Linked DNA regions of Mus musculus: region 1 is linked to region 2. Evidence: chromatin contacts called from public Hi-C data. All regions are on one chromosome and are shown on one strand. Each heading gives the region's core, a stretch centred on a gene start, on an enhancer-like site or on the middle of the called end of the contact. The rest is flanking DNA. Distances are from core to core; before and after follow the strand shown.

Evidence for each region. A called contact is a pair of places that touch in the nucleus more often than the background predicts.
Region 1: a Hi-C map of natural killer cells shows a contact between it and region 2, with 14 times the contacts expected there. The contact joins the promoter of Nucks1 here to the promoter of Yod1 in region 2. A contact is called at or near these places in 1 of 39 promoter capture datasets (erythroid cells) and 1 of 484 Hi-C or Micro-C datasets (natural killer cells).

Annotation. Positions count from the first base shown.
Region 1 is chr1:131,907,145-131,913,787 of GRCm38.p6, reverse strand. Nucks1 (nuclear casein kinase and cyclin-dependent kinase substrate 1) reads right to left here and starts at 3,330. Exons shown (of 7, transcript NM_175294.3): 1 at 3,038-3,330. The coding sequence starts at 3,054.
Region 2 is chr1:130,714,790-130,721,013 of GRCm38.p6, reverse strand. It overlaps Yod1 (YOD1 deubiquitinase), which reads right to left and starts at 3,687. Exons shown (of 2, transcript NM_178691.4): 1 at 3,203-3,687; 2 at 1-2,298. The coding sequence starts at 3,530. The coding sequence ends at 1,595. It overlaps Pfkfb2 (6-phosphofructo-2-kinase/fructose-2,6-biphosphatase 2), which reads left to right and starts at 5,193. Exons shown (of 15, transcript NM_008825.4): 1 at 5,193-5,293.

The DNA.
Region 1 (6,643 bases), core at 2,081-4,580, 1.2 Mb before region 2:
AGCTGCATAAGACTCCAGCTCAAAAAACAAGCAAATAATAATAATTTTTAAAACTCCACAAAAGCCAGAAAACAAACAATACACTCATAGAGTGTCATGCCTCATGAAGAAGTTTGGATGCCAGCACCCACATAATAAGTGTCCCAGGGCATGTCTCACCTCAAAGCATGATTAAGAGGCTTCTTTACACACGAGTATATAGGCACACACAAGTACATGGGCACACACATTGCAGAGGAAAAGGCCAGTGAGACAGCTCAGCAGCTAAAGGCACTTGTGCCAAGACTACAGTCCATCCACAGGACCAATAAGAACAGAGGTGATTCCACAAGTTGTCCTCTGACCTTAACCAGACAGGTGGTAGTTCACACCCACATACATACAGGAAAGTAAAGTGGTCACTGTGGAGTTGGAAAACGAGCAGGACTCTATTAACTATAAAATCTAGGTTCTGTAGGCCACTTGGACACATGATGTCTGCTGTCAAAGTTTGCCACCTAATTTTTTTATTCCCTTTGAGAAAAACAAAACAAGGGCTGGTGAGATGGCTCAGTGGGTTAGAGCACCCGACTGCTCTTCCGAAGGTCCAGAGTTCAAATCCCAGCAACCACATGGTGGCTCACAACCATCCGTAACGAGATCTGACTCCCTCTTCTGGAGTGTCTGAAGACAGCTACAATGTACTTACATATAATAAATAAATAAATCTTAAAAAAAAATAAAGAAGGCAAATGTTCTTTAAAAAAATAAATAAATAAAAAAAAGAAAAAGAAAAACAAAACAAACGAAAACAAAAATCCATCAAAAACTCCTTTTAGGACATGTGCCTTTAGGAATGTCTTTAACTCCAGCACTCAGGAGGCTGAGGCAGGCAGATCTGTTTGATAACAGCCTGGTCTAGAGAGGGAGTTCCAGGCAGCCAAGGCTCTTACACAGAGAAACCCTGCCTCAAAAAAAAACAAAAACAAAAACACACCAATTCTTTTAGAAAACAGTACTATTATTTTGTGGAGTAAGGAGACATTTCTTCTTCTTCTTTTTTTTTTTTTTTTTGTTTTTTGTTTTTTCAAGACAGGGTTTCTCTGTGTAGCCCTGGCTGTCCTGGAGCTCATTTTGTAGACCAGGCTGGCCTAGAACTAAGAAATCCGCCTGCCTCTGTCTCCCAAGTGCTGGGACCAAAGGTGTGTGCCACCACGCCCAGCATAAGGGGACATTTCTGAGGTGCTCCCAAGCCACCAGGAGTTATTTAGCATTAAAAGCACAGTGCAGAGTGCAGACCCATACCCTATCTGAAGTACTGTGTGAATGAGAAACACAAGTTTTATTTCCAGTAATCTTTACTTAATTTAACTTTCAATAGCCACCAAGTGGAACAGTTAGTTACAAAGCTAAATGAGCCAGTAGTAGTAGTGTCTCACCTTTTTGTAAGGCAGAGGCAGATTCAAACCAGCCTGATCTACAGAAGAGTTCCATGGGAGCCTTGGCTCCATGAGACACCCTCTCCCCAAATTAAAAAAAATTTTTTTTAAAAGAAAAGACATATCTTTCTAGCAAAAGGACCAACTAATTTATTATACAAGAGACCTCAGCTGAGCAGTGGTGGCGCCTTTGATCCCTGCACTCGGGAGGCAGAGGCAGGCGGATTTCTGAGTTCAAGGCCAGCCTGGTCTACAGAGTGAGTTCCAGAACAGCCAGGGCTACACAGAGAAACCCTGTCTAGAAAAAAGTAATTTGAGTTGGTGGTACAGTTTGGTTAGATTTATGTCCTCAAAGAACTCACTATAACCTGGAACAGTCATATTGACTACTTCCCAAACATCACACAGAAGACATGGTAATTTGGAGGTGCAGGTTAAAACAGAATGGAAAAAGCAAGCTGGTAGGTAATTCATCCTCCGCAGTTCCCTCTCGCGAGTGGGAGGGGTGGTAATCTACCACCAATAGATTATCTTGTCAAGGAGACATAGTGGGGCACAAAACCGTTGCCAGATCCAAACCTCTCCTTGGTATTGGGATACTTTCGATACCAAAACTTGAAATGAATTCATAACTGTAAAAATAGTTAAGAACTAAAGGCAATGGGGCCAGGTAAAGCTCCTTTACAAGTAACATCTATTGACTTTGGTCTCGGTCTCTGTCCCTCTGTCTCTCAGGCCTTAATAGATTGGACTAAACCACACCCTCCACCCAAGCCACATTCTATACAACAGCTCTGGAGGGCATTAAAGGGGAGCCCACCGAGTGAGGGGAAACCGAAAACTTCTTGAAGCCATGTGAATAAAAGTCTGATCGCTAGTGGATCGTAGTCCATTTACGATTAACGTCACACGGGGAAAGAGAGGGTTACAGAAGTAGCAAGAGACGCGTACTGCGGGGTGAGGGGGAACGAGAACCACACGGGATTTGGGTTAACAAGCACGTCCCTGGAGGAAGGGCATTTGTCTGCAAGCGGTGGAAAGAGAAAACTTGGGGTTAATGCGTTCAGAACTCCCAAGTGGGGAGAGGCTGTGGCCCTTATTTTACGGGGCTCAGTGTCAAAACTCACTTTTGCCCCAAGGGGAAAGGAAAACGTGGGTTCCGCCCAGGCCGGGCTAGGAGGCGGGGCCTGCCGCGACCCCGAGAATGGAGGCGGGGCCGGGCGGCGGGGCACAAGCAACTCGCTCGCCAAAACGCTAAGCCGGCGAGCCTCTGGAGGACCGAGTCCTCCGTGTTCGCACCCGGGTCGGCCGTAGGCTCCAACAGGGCCCAGGGGTGCGGCCTATGGTGTGCCTGGTGCGCGCCAAGCCCACGCCAGGGCCATGGCGGAGGTGGGGGCGGCCGCGGAGCCGACCCGGACCCTGCGGGGTGGAGGCGACGCGCCCGTGCGCGCCGCCGCCATCCTGCGCGCCGCCGAGCACCCACGCGCAAGGGCGCGCGCGGCCCCCGACAGAAGGCCGCGCGTGGTAGTCAGGAGCACGACTCCAGGCCCGTTGCCCAGGTCCTTCGCCACTCACCCCAGCCCGTTCGGCCCGCCCCGGGCCTTGGACTCCGCACTGACCTGACAGGCCGAGACATGTTCGCTGTCGAGGCGCGACCAAGTCGAGGAGCCGAGGACCAGGACCCCCCTCCCCGCGCACTCGGCGCCCCACCCCCCCGCTCCGGCCGGCGGGGCCGCTGCTGCCGAGCCCCGGGCTGCTGGCTTCTCAAGAGTCGGCGGCTGCTGGTTTGAGGTCCCTGGATCTGACGAGCCCCCCGCTCCCCCGTCTCTTCAAAATGGATGAATCAAACCAGCCGAAAATGCGCCAAAGCCGCGGTGCAACCAAACCCCGTAGGGTTTGTGCGCTCCGCCCCAGCACGCCCGCTCATTGGTGACTCCTGTCAGATGCGCCCTAGTCATTAGTCCATTTGAATCATCACGCCTCCCAGCCCCGCCCCACTCCCGGATAGGCCCCGCCTCCTCCATGGGGTCCTGTTAGTCAAGATGCGCTGAGAGCGCACGGCCGCAAAACAAAAATGGTCGCCGATTGCCCGCCCCCTGTCTTCCACGCCAGAGCTGCAGATTCGGCTTGGGTTATATCTTGGACCCCCTGCCAAATAACCTGATTTATATAGAGTTCTCTGTGGACTAGGTGGTTCTGTAATGGATTTAATTTCTCCTGACTTGATTATTTTGCAAATCAGCTAATTGCAAGACTCATGGGATAGGCAGCAGATTCGTCACTTAAGAATTGGAGGGAAATTACTTAGGTTCAAAAATTTGACCTTAATCTTAGAAATCCTGTACTCTGACTTCAGCGTTAACCTCCCAGGGCTCAGTCACGCTGCTGAAGTAGAGAGTTGGGTTCACAAGGAATATCTTCTACCCAATCTGATCTTTGAGAGCTACTTAACACTCATTAAAACCTCAATTTCTGATATTAGCATTTCAAAGAGAAAGAGGTGATTAATGGTTAAGAGGGAGACTGGTGACAAAACGCTTGCTTCAAAATTCTAAGTCCACCACTTAGTACTTAACTAGGTTTCCTCTGTGCACCTCAGTTTTATGATGAGTAGAGTAGGATACAAGGCTACCTTATTACTAGAACTAAACAAGGTGCTATGTTGAAAGGCCTTTAGTCTGGGCTTAAGTGTTAGGTTCCGTTTTTAATAGAAGATAAAATTAGTTCGGGGGGGGGGGGCAGGGAGGCTGGAGAGATGGCTCAGTGGTTAAGAGCACTGACTGCTCTTCCAGAGGTCCCGGAGTTCAAATCCCAGCAACCACCTGGTGGCTTACAACCATTTGTAATGAGATCTGATGCCCTCTTCTGGTGTGTCTGAAGACAGCTACAGTGTACTCATATATAATAAATAAATAAATCTTAAAAAAAAAAAAGTAGTTCGAGTTGCCTCAAGACTGAATGCCTAAATCAGAAGTAGAGCACAGTATCTTTGTATTAATATCTAGGATTTACTTCCTGTTATAGTTTGGATTCCATGTTCCCTAGGGACCCATATGCCAAAGATTTAAGAGGCAGGACCTGGTAGAAGTTAGGACATTAGGAGTGAGCACTTTAACATGATGTGGGAACCTTGACTTGACCACCCTCTGTCTTTCTTGCTTGCAGCCTGTAAACACAATGTCATCTGTTTCACTTTGCTGAAATGCTTTTCACCATGATGCTCTTGCTCTCTACAGACACAAAGCCCTAGGACCAAGCAGCCCTCAATGGAAACATATGAAACTGTAGAAAAATAAATGTATTCTTGTAAGTTGATATTTCAAGTCATACGGATAGAAAACTAACACACTTTATGATGTTGTAAATCGATTTCAATACTTGCCAGAGCCAGTGTTTCACTTGAAGAGTGGGGATGTTGCTCAGCTGAGAGTAACTGCTCAGCACACAGTAAGCACTGAGTTCAATCTTCATCACCTCCTGAAACTGGACAAGAGGATACACACCTATAATGCCATCAGTCAAGGAGATAGATGTTCAAGGTCATGCCTGGCTACATAGGGAGTTTGAGGACAGTTTGGACTGCGAAAGCCCCTGAGTCAACAACAAAACCAAGTGAAGATATAGTCCCTAAGCAACAAACCACATCACTATCTGCTTCCTGAAAGTCTCCCAGTGTAAAATTCTACTTATCTAAGGGAAGAAAGCAGCAAAAGAGAAGAATTTTAAAAGTTATTCTTGATCCTTTCCGTTCAACGTCATTTCCTCTTCACTTAAAAAAATATATGGTAAAAAAAAAAATCTCTAACAGCTGGGTAGTGGTGGCAAATGACTTTAATCTTGGCAATCAGGAGGCAGAGATGGGCAGATCTCTCTGAGTTCAAGGTCAGCCTGGTCTACAGAGCAAGTTTGAGAACAGTCAGGGCTACACAAAAGGAAATTTACATAAAATGTGCGGTCTTAGCCATTTACACTTCTGTGGCATTAAGGACATTCATGTTGTTGCATAACCACCACCAAAACCCATCTCTAAAATTTTTTTTATATGTCTCTGGTGTGTGTGTGTGCATGGGTGCATGTGTGTATACCATAGCAAGAATGTAGAGACCAGAGGAAAATTAGACAAAGAATTTTATTAACTTTTCTCAAACTTGATTCCCGAGTTGCTTCAGCTTAATTTGCTGCGAAGGGTGAACTGTGTGTAACCAACAACCAAAAGGAGCTGCAGAGTCCAAGGGGCTTGAACATAAAAATAGTAAAGATGTAGGTCTTATCAGAGTCATATAAATTTTTTAAAGCAGTCATGACATGAAATAGCAGCCCAGTAACTTCTTTAAGTTTCATCTTCCTCACAAATTGCCTCAAGTCAGTTGCTCCATTTTTGAAAACCTCATCAAAATTCTCCACAGGACTGCAACTTCATCCCTCTCCTCTCCAGTAGCAGCTGGTGCTTTGCCATTCCCAGGTTGTTTGGGCAGAGCTATTTGCCACTCTCTGTCACCCAGTCAGAGTATCTGCACCAAGCTGGTATAGGATGCTGGGAAGCATTTCTGCCGGCTTCCGTATTGCAGCCCGGCCTGTAGTGGTGAAGGTGTTCACTGACAGAGACACCTGAACTTTAGAGTTGTCAAAGAGGATTGTCACTGTTCCTCTTCAATACCAAAGATTTTTTTATTAAAGATTTATTTTATGTATATGAGTACAACTATAGTTGTCTTCAGACACACCAGAAGAGGGCATCAATCAAATCCCGTTACAGATGGTTGGGAGTCACCATGTGGTTGCTGGGAACTGAACTCAGGACCTCTGGAAAAGCAGTCAGTGTTCTTAAACACTGAGCCATCTCTAGAGCCCCAGAGACATTGTTTATGCCCAGCTTCTTTAAGAGAATGAGAGTCAAAGTTCTAGTTCTTTTTTTTTTTTTTTTTTTTGGTTTTTCGAGACAGGGTTTCTCTGTGTAGCCCTGATAGTCCTGAAACTCACTCTGTAGACCAGACTGCCCTCGAACTCAGAAATCTGCCTGCCTCTGCCTCCCAAGTGCTGGGATTAAAGGCGTGTGCCACCACGCTGGGCTAAAGTTCTAGTTGTTCATCATCTGCTGTGGCTGTTCCAGGAACCACCTTCTGTCTGTGAATGGTTCCTTTCCCACCAATATGCACTGTGCCTGCAGGTTGGCGATCTTTTCCTGGGTCATGATAGTTTCTTTTCATTTTGCTGGAGCAGAAAAG
Region 2 (6,224 bases), core at 2,438-4,937:
AGAGAATCTCATTGGATGATTGAAGCATACTTTGTGAATTGTTCAATTGTCCTTAAAGGAACTTTCTAAATTGTTCACTTTAATATTCCTTAATTTGACATGGTCACCATTACCATGTAAAAGGCTAAGGGTTGACTTTGATTTTAAAACATTTGCTAAGAAGAATCATGGAAAGATGTTAAGTGCTTTAAAGCACATTGGTGTAAATGGTTCTCTGAGATATTTAATAAATGAGATCAAGATAACAAAACTTCACAACATTATGCCTCTATACACTGTATGACAGATATACAACAAATTATAACTTAGCATCCCTGATCTTTAGAAGAATTAAGAGGTAGAAAACTTTACCTGGAAGATTCTATAGTGAAGCTAAGTTTTGAGAGCAAGTGCCTTGAGGATCAATCCATCAAGCAAATGGCTACATACCTAACACTAGGTAGCAATATTCTGAGAGAGCTGTATAAGGCAAGGATTTTAAAACTTTGTATATTTTCTAAGTGAAACAAACCAAATCAATTATTTAAAAACTGAAAGTCAAAGATCACAGATGAACAAAGTACTAACTTGCAGAACTGTGAAATATCCAAAAGATCATAGTGGATCTATGAATACTGTTCTCTACGGAAAAGAGTTTCAGGAAACCAAAGCATTCCATTGACACTTTAGAGGAAGACTTGTTAGTAAGAAGTGCTTTGAGCTGAAGAGCTGAGGAAATCAAATCCCTTCAGAAAAATTTATATGTATGTAAAAAAAAAAAAAACAAAAGAACTAAACACTCAAATTTTCAAGATACTTCTTGAATTTTAAACTAAATTAGCAATTAAAAAGGCATACCCTGCTTCACTGAAAAAAAAAATTACCTAATGTGACAAATAACAATACATGAATTGCATTAAAACAAGAGGCCAACAGTCTTTTAAAGCTTCAGGAAGCTGCTTCAGGCACCTTTTCCCCTTATACATTCTACTTTTATACACTAGAAATCGCAACAGGGCCATATTAATCCCTGTTTTAGATAACATTCTCAAGGGACATACTTCTCCCCGTAAAATTGCTTTCAATATACTTGTAAGTAGTTAGATACACTTATAAAGTCTACCAAATTGCAATATAAAAAGTTTTGACAATTCTGAGTATCTTCATTTGATGGATCAATTCAGAATTTAGAAACTACTAACTCATTCAAAGTTATTAAAAGGAATCAACTACTGGAGACATTGTGGTATATGTCCAGTGGCCCTCCACAAGGCTTTCCACATTACCTAAAATATGATGTTTTCTTCTATAAGCTAAAGCCACTAGGTGCTGGTTTATAATATAATCCAGTCTTCGGGTTAGCATCCCAAGTGGCCAAAACCACCTTATTCCGACCCCCAGTAGAAAGAGGGCATGCCACTAGTGTAGACACACATCTGTAAACTTGCACACTGATTTTAATCTTAACAAGGAATTTCAGTGTCAGTCATACTAGTTTAGGATAAAAGGATGGTCCAAGCATTGTGTTCTATTCTGTAGGGTTATGAATAGCTTATTGGAAAACCCAGAGCCTTCTGGATCTGTGAGGTAGTAGGCTCCCACTCTTATGAATAGATCACACCTCTCCAAAGTTGGTATGGCCTGTCTCCCTGGCATGGTCCCTTGCTTCTGCTTGTCCGGTTAGGCCCTTCTGACAGATCATGCATCTCAGGGTGAAGCGGTTTACATCAGTGAACTGTCTCTTTCTTCTAGCTTCATCAGCTAATTCCAGTGCTTGTACAAGAACAATATCATCATTTGAGGAGAAAATGGTCAGAGGAGGGGTATCTGGATCAGGGAAGTTACGCTGAAGCGGATCGTAGTGAATGCCATCGTAGATAAGCAGAACTCTTTTGGTATATCCTGCATCTTCCCCAAAACGATCAATTCTGACTGTCTGTGTATCTACTACACATATTTCACATTGGTAAAACTTAGACAGGATTGAGATCTCGATTGCCCCCCCCCACGTATCATCCCTTCTGATCCAATCACAGTAGTCTTCGTTTGTCTTTCCCAGTATCGCCTCACTATACAAGACTGGATCACTTGCTACAATTTGTGCTATGAGGCGTCTCATCTCAGGGGCACAAGCTGGATTCAAGACTCCTCCTTCCACGACATAGTACACACTGGTAAAGAGGCAAGAGTTGTCTGCTGGGACTGCGGTTCTGGTAAGCACAGGCAGAGCTTCCCTGACATAACTAGGAGCACCATATTTTGAAAACGCAGGTGAAGCTTTTGGTCTGGTTTGGTCTTCTTCAACAATCAGCATGTCACCTGTCAAAAATAAAACAAATCCAGAACTGCAGAGAAATTATAGATTGGGTGTTTATTAGCCAACTCAGAAAATTAGAAAGCAAAGGAGTTAAAAGTATAAAGCGGGTTACCAAGGAGAACACAACTTTGTAAACAAGAGGCCAGTAACTCTCTAAGTTTGTTTGTGTTTAGTTCAGTGTCTTCAGAAAGAGGCAAACAGAACAAAATGCTCCGCGCTGCATTTCAACTTAAAAACCAAATCTTTCAGATGTTCTCCACAGACTAGGTAGGTCACTGGGGTGTTCTTTGCACTTCGCATGCCTATACCATCTGACAGCTCGATTCGAGGGGCCTTGCCACAAAATGGAAAAAGCTTTGAATGGTCAACACTGACGTTCAAGTTCTAAACCTGGGAACAAGTAACTGCTGTTGGTTAATTCTACAGCAATAAACACAACGTCCAAGTGTGTGTGTGTGTGTGTGTGTGTGTGTATGTATGTATGTATGTATGTATATATATATATATATATATATATATATATATATATATATATATATATATATATATGAGACACAAGATAAAAAGAAATTAACACACAGGGAAAACGAAAAATTGGTATCTCAACCGCTGACCTGCTGATCGGGATAGGGAAAAAGAACCATCCCGTCAGGGAACAAGGGTCCTGCTGTCCTTTGGGAAAGCAGAGGAAACAAATGACCTGGAAGCAGGCTTGGGGAACAGGGGACTTCAAGACTCCAGCCTTGTCTCTAAATCACAAGTAAAGGACTTGACACCTGCCCCGGCCTTCCCGGAGTTCTGGTCCTCGAAGCCCCTAGCTGTCACATCGGCACTCTGCCTTACTAGCTTCACTCTTCTCCCCTCCACGTCCTCCAAGACTTCCCCGGCCCCGGCCGGTGCCCGTACCTGACTGGATGGGCAGGTCCCCAAGAGTGATGTCCCGGTCGCTGAGATCCAGGCACTCGGGCGGGTAGCCAACGAGGATTCGCTGACTGCCGGGAGCGATGCCGGTGATAGCGGCGATTTGGCCCTGCAGCTCCCGTAAGCGGGTCCGGCTGGAAAGACCCTGCAAAAGGTGGGTGCCACCCTTGGCCTTGCAGCGGACCCGCCACATAGTGTCGGCCGGCCGGCCTCCTGCGGGGCCAGCCTTGGTCCCAGCCTCAGACTGGGGGACAGCGCCGGAGTAACCAGCGGGGGGGACCCCAAAATGGCCGCCTTTGGCGCCTCCAAACATCGCGAGAGGTGGCCGCTGGGGCGCTTCTCGCGACACCTCGGTGGGGGGTGGGGGGGACTCGGCCTCGGTCCTTCCAAAAACGGCGCGGGCTCTTAAAGTGGCAAGGGCGGCCGCGGGTGAGGGTTGGGGGTCGGCCGGCTCTCCCGAGCGCTCCGGTGAGGCGAGCTTCGCGTCGGCAGCATTTATGCTCCAGGGAGGAGGGCGGGGAAGGAGTTCCCGAGTCTAGCAGAGCAGAATGTCACCTTGCAGGGAGGTCGCCAATGATGAAAGCAGCCTCCCAAACACCAGGCAGAGCCGACTCATCGTCGGGAAGGTAAACAAATGCCAAGAGAGGTCAGAAGGACCCACCAAACAGTCACGCCGCTGGCGGGGTTCGTGGCTGCGCCGAACTGATTCATTGAGGCCAAGTGGACGGGACGAGCGGGGAGTCCCGTGAGACGAACTTGAAAGCGTCCATCTGCCACCTCAGAAAGACTGTATGAGGTCAGCAGCCGTGCCTGGGGCGATCGCCTCACTCCCGCGGTTGGTGGCAGGGCTCAAGAGGACTCACTCTTGGTCATCAGGATTCCAGTCCGATTCCTCGTATCCCAGTAGGAAGACACTTCATCATGGCAACGCAGTCCTCGCGGTGGCCGAGAGACAGAAGACAGACGGGCAGAGAGGAGACCTGACCAGATAGCTAGCCAGTTTCCAACTCTGTAGCCCGGGAGCCCGAGACTGCCTTGACCATAGTTCTAAAGGTGTGCAGTAAACGCCGAATAATGACAGTTCGTAGCACGCTGGAACTCGCCGCGGGGGTGTGAAACGCATATTTGGATTGTGTGGAAGATGACTTGACTCTCGGGTCAAGAAGGAAGGAGTGAAAACAGTTCTAGGGTCCCTCCCCCACCGTTTAGCCAAAGCAGCAAACAAGTCCCCCTCCCCACTCTGGACTGTCAAGCATTGTCAGGTACCAATGGTGTGCAGGGGGAGTGACTTTGAAAAGTAGTTCTGGGAGATATAAACCCCACTGCAACAGCCTCTACTGTGAATCAGTTACAGCGAATCTGTCCCTCTGTACCCTCACACCAGGAGCGGGTGCACTTCTCCTCCTCCTTGGCTCTTCCAGATGACCACAGATAATGTAGCCTGGGTCCAGGGATGGAGGGGGAAATCAAGGAACATGCTTTGGAGTCACCTGTCTGGTGAATGGGAGGCTCCCGGATCCATAGGCTCCAAGGATGCTGACCAGAAGTTGTAGTTAGTTAGCTCTTGCCTTCTGGTAGCCAGCAAGGCATCTTTACAAGCCGACCTCAACCTCCCAGAACCTAGTCTAGCTGGAGATTCAGGAACGAAGGCGTTAAGCCTCACTTTTCACCAGTCACTCCCACGCAAGATGTCAGCCAAACAGGTCTCGCGAGAATAAGGGAAGGGGGGGGGGGAAGGGAAGGCTTTTAATTCACCCCGCCTCCAGCTCCATTTGTTTCCAGGCAACAATGCCACCAAGCTCCCCTGGGCCGGCTGCTTTGCGAGCTGACAGCCTTAGGCTGTCACAGGTCCTCCCAGACCCCAGGAGCCCGCCCCCTGCCCTGCAGGTGCTTCATTGGTCCAGCGTGCCTCCAGGTGAGGGCTGACGCCAGCGTGGGCGGGGCCAAGCGCCCCACGTGACTCGCCCCAACCCCCGGAGCCCGGACTACTTCAGTCTGTCTGCCAGCTTTGGTACCCGGTGCTCCGGTGGCGACACTGGGTCTACAGCAGGGAGGACGAATAGGACAGGTCATAGGGTGAGCGGTAATTGAGCAGTCTGGACGCGGGGCTGGGGTGCTGCGCGGGCGCGGGGATGGTGCAGAGCGACAGTGCTTCGTGCTTTCGGGAAGTGTAGCTCCGGGTGACGCTCCTGGGCGTGCAGCCCTTCAGGGACACTGAGCCGCAGCTGCGGAGTGAGGACTGGAGAATTGGCTCTGTCAGGCCAGGAGCCGTGCACGGGTTTTCTTTTTTCTTTTCTTTTCTTTTTTTCCTTTTTTTAAATAGAATCTTTTGTCTTGAGCTCCTTGGCATCGGGGTTTGAGTAGTGAGTCCCAGTCCCTCTCACCCTAGTTGATATCAGGACGCAAGGCTTATTTTGCAGGTAACATTCCATAAGTCATTTACTTCCGCTGCGCCCTAGGGTATGGATAGGAAAGGGCAGGGAGGGTGGAGAACGTCAGAGAATGTAACATGCTAGGGCTATCACAGCTCCACTACAGTTCTTCCTTCCTAGAGTGTGCTTTCACCCCGTCCGTCCCTCTCACCAGTTTCCAAATTCATTCTCATTCTCTCCCTTCTCTCCCTGTCCCCCTCTTCCCCTCCCTCTCCTTCCCTCTTCCCCTCTCCTTTTTCTCCTTCCCTCTCTCTCTCCTTCCCTCTCTCCCTCTCCTTCCCTCCCTCCTTCTCCCCCCCCCCGCCCCCCCGCCGAGACTGAGTTTTTCCTTTGGATTGGGGTTGCTTTCTTGATCAAGTGCACTTCATCTCTCCGCATCTCCAGCGCTTCTGATTCCCACCTCTGTTCTGTCTGTATTCTTAAACTTAGAATGTGAGGGCAAGAAACTTGAACAAGGTACTTTGGTTATCTTCATTTGTCAATTCTGTAAAATAAGACGAAGTAATCATGCTAGGAAAATCTGCTTTATTAAGATTACTGGAAGGCTTGCTGGGTTTGAGATGTATGAGTGTGAA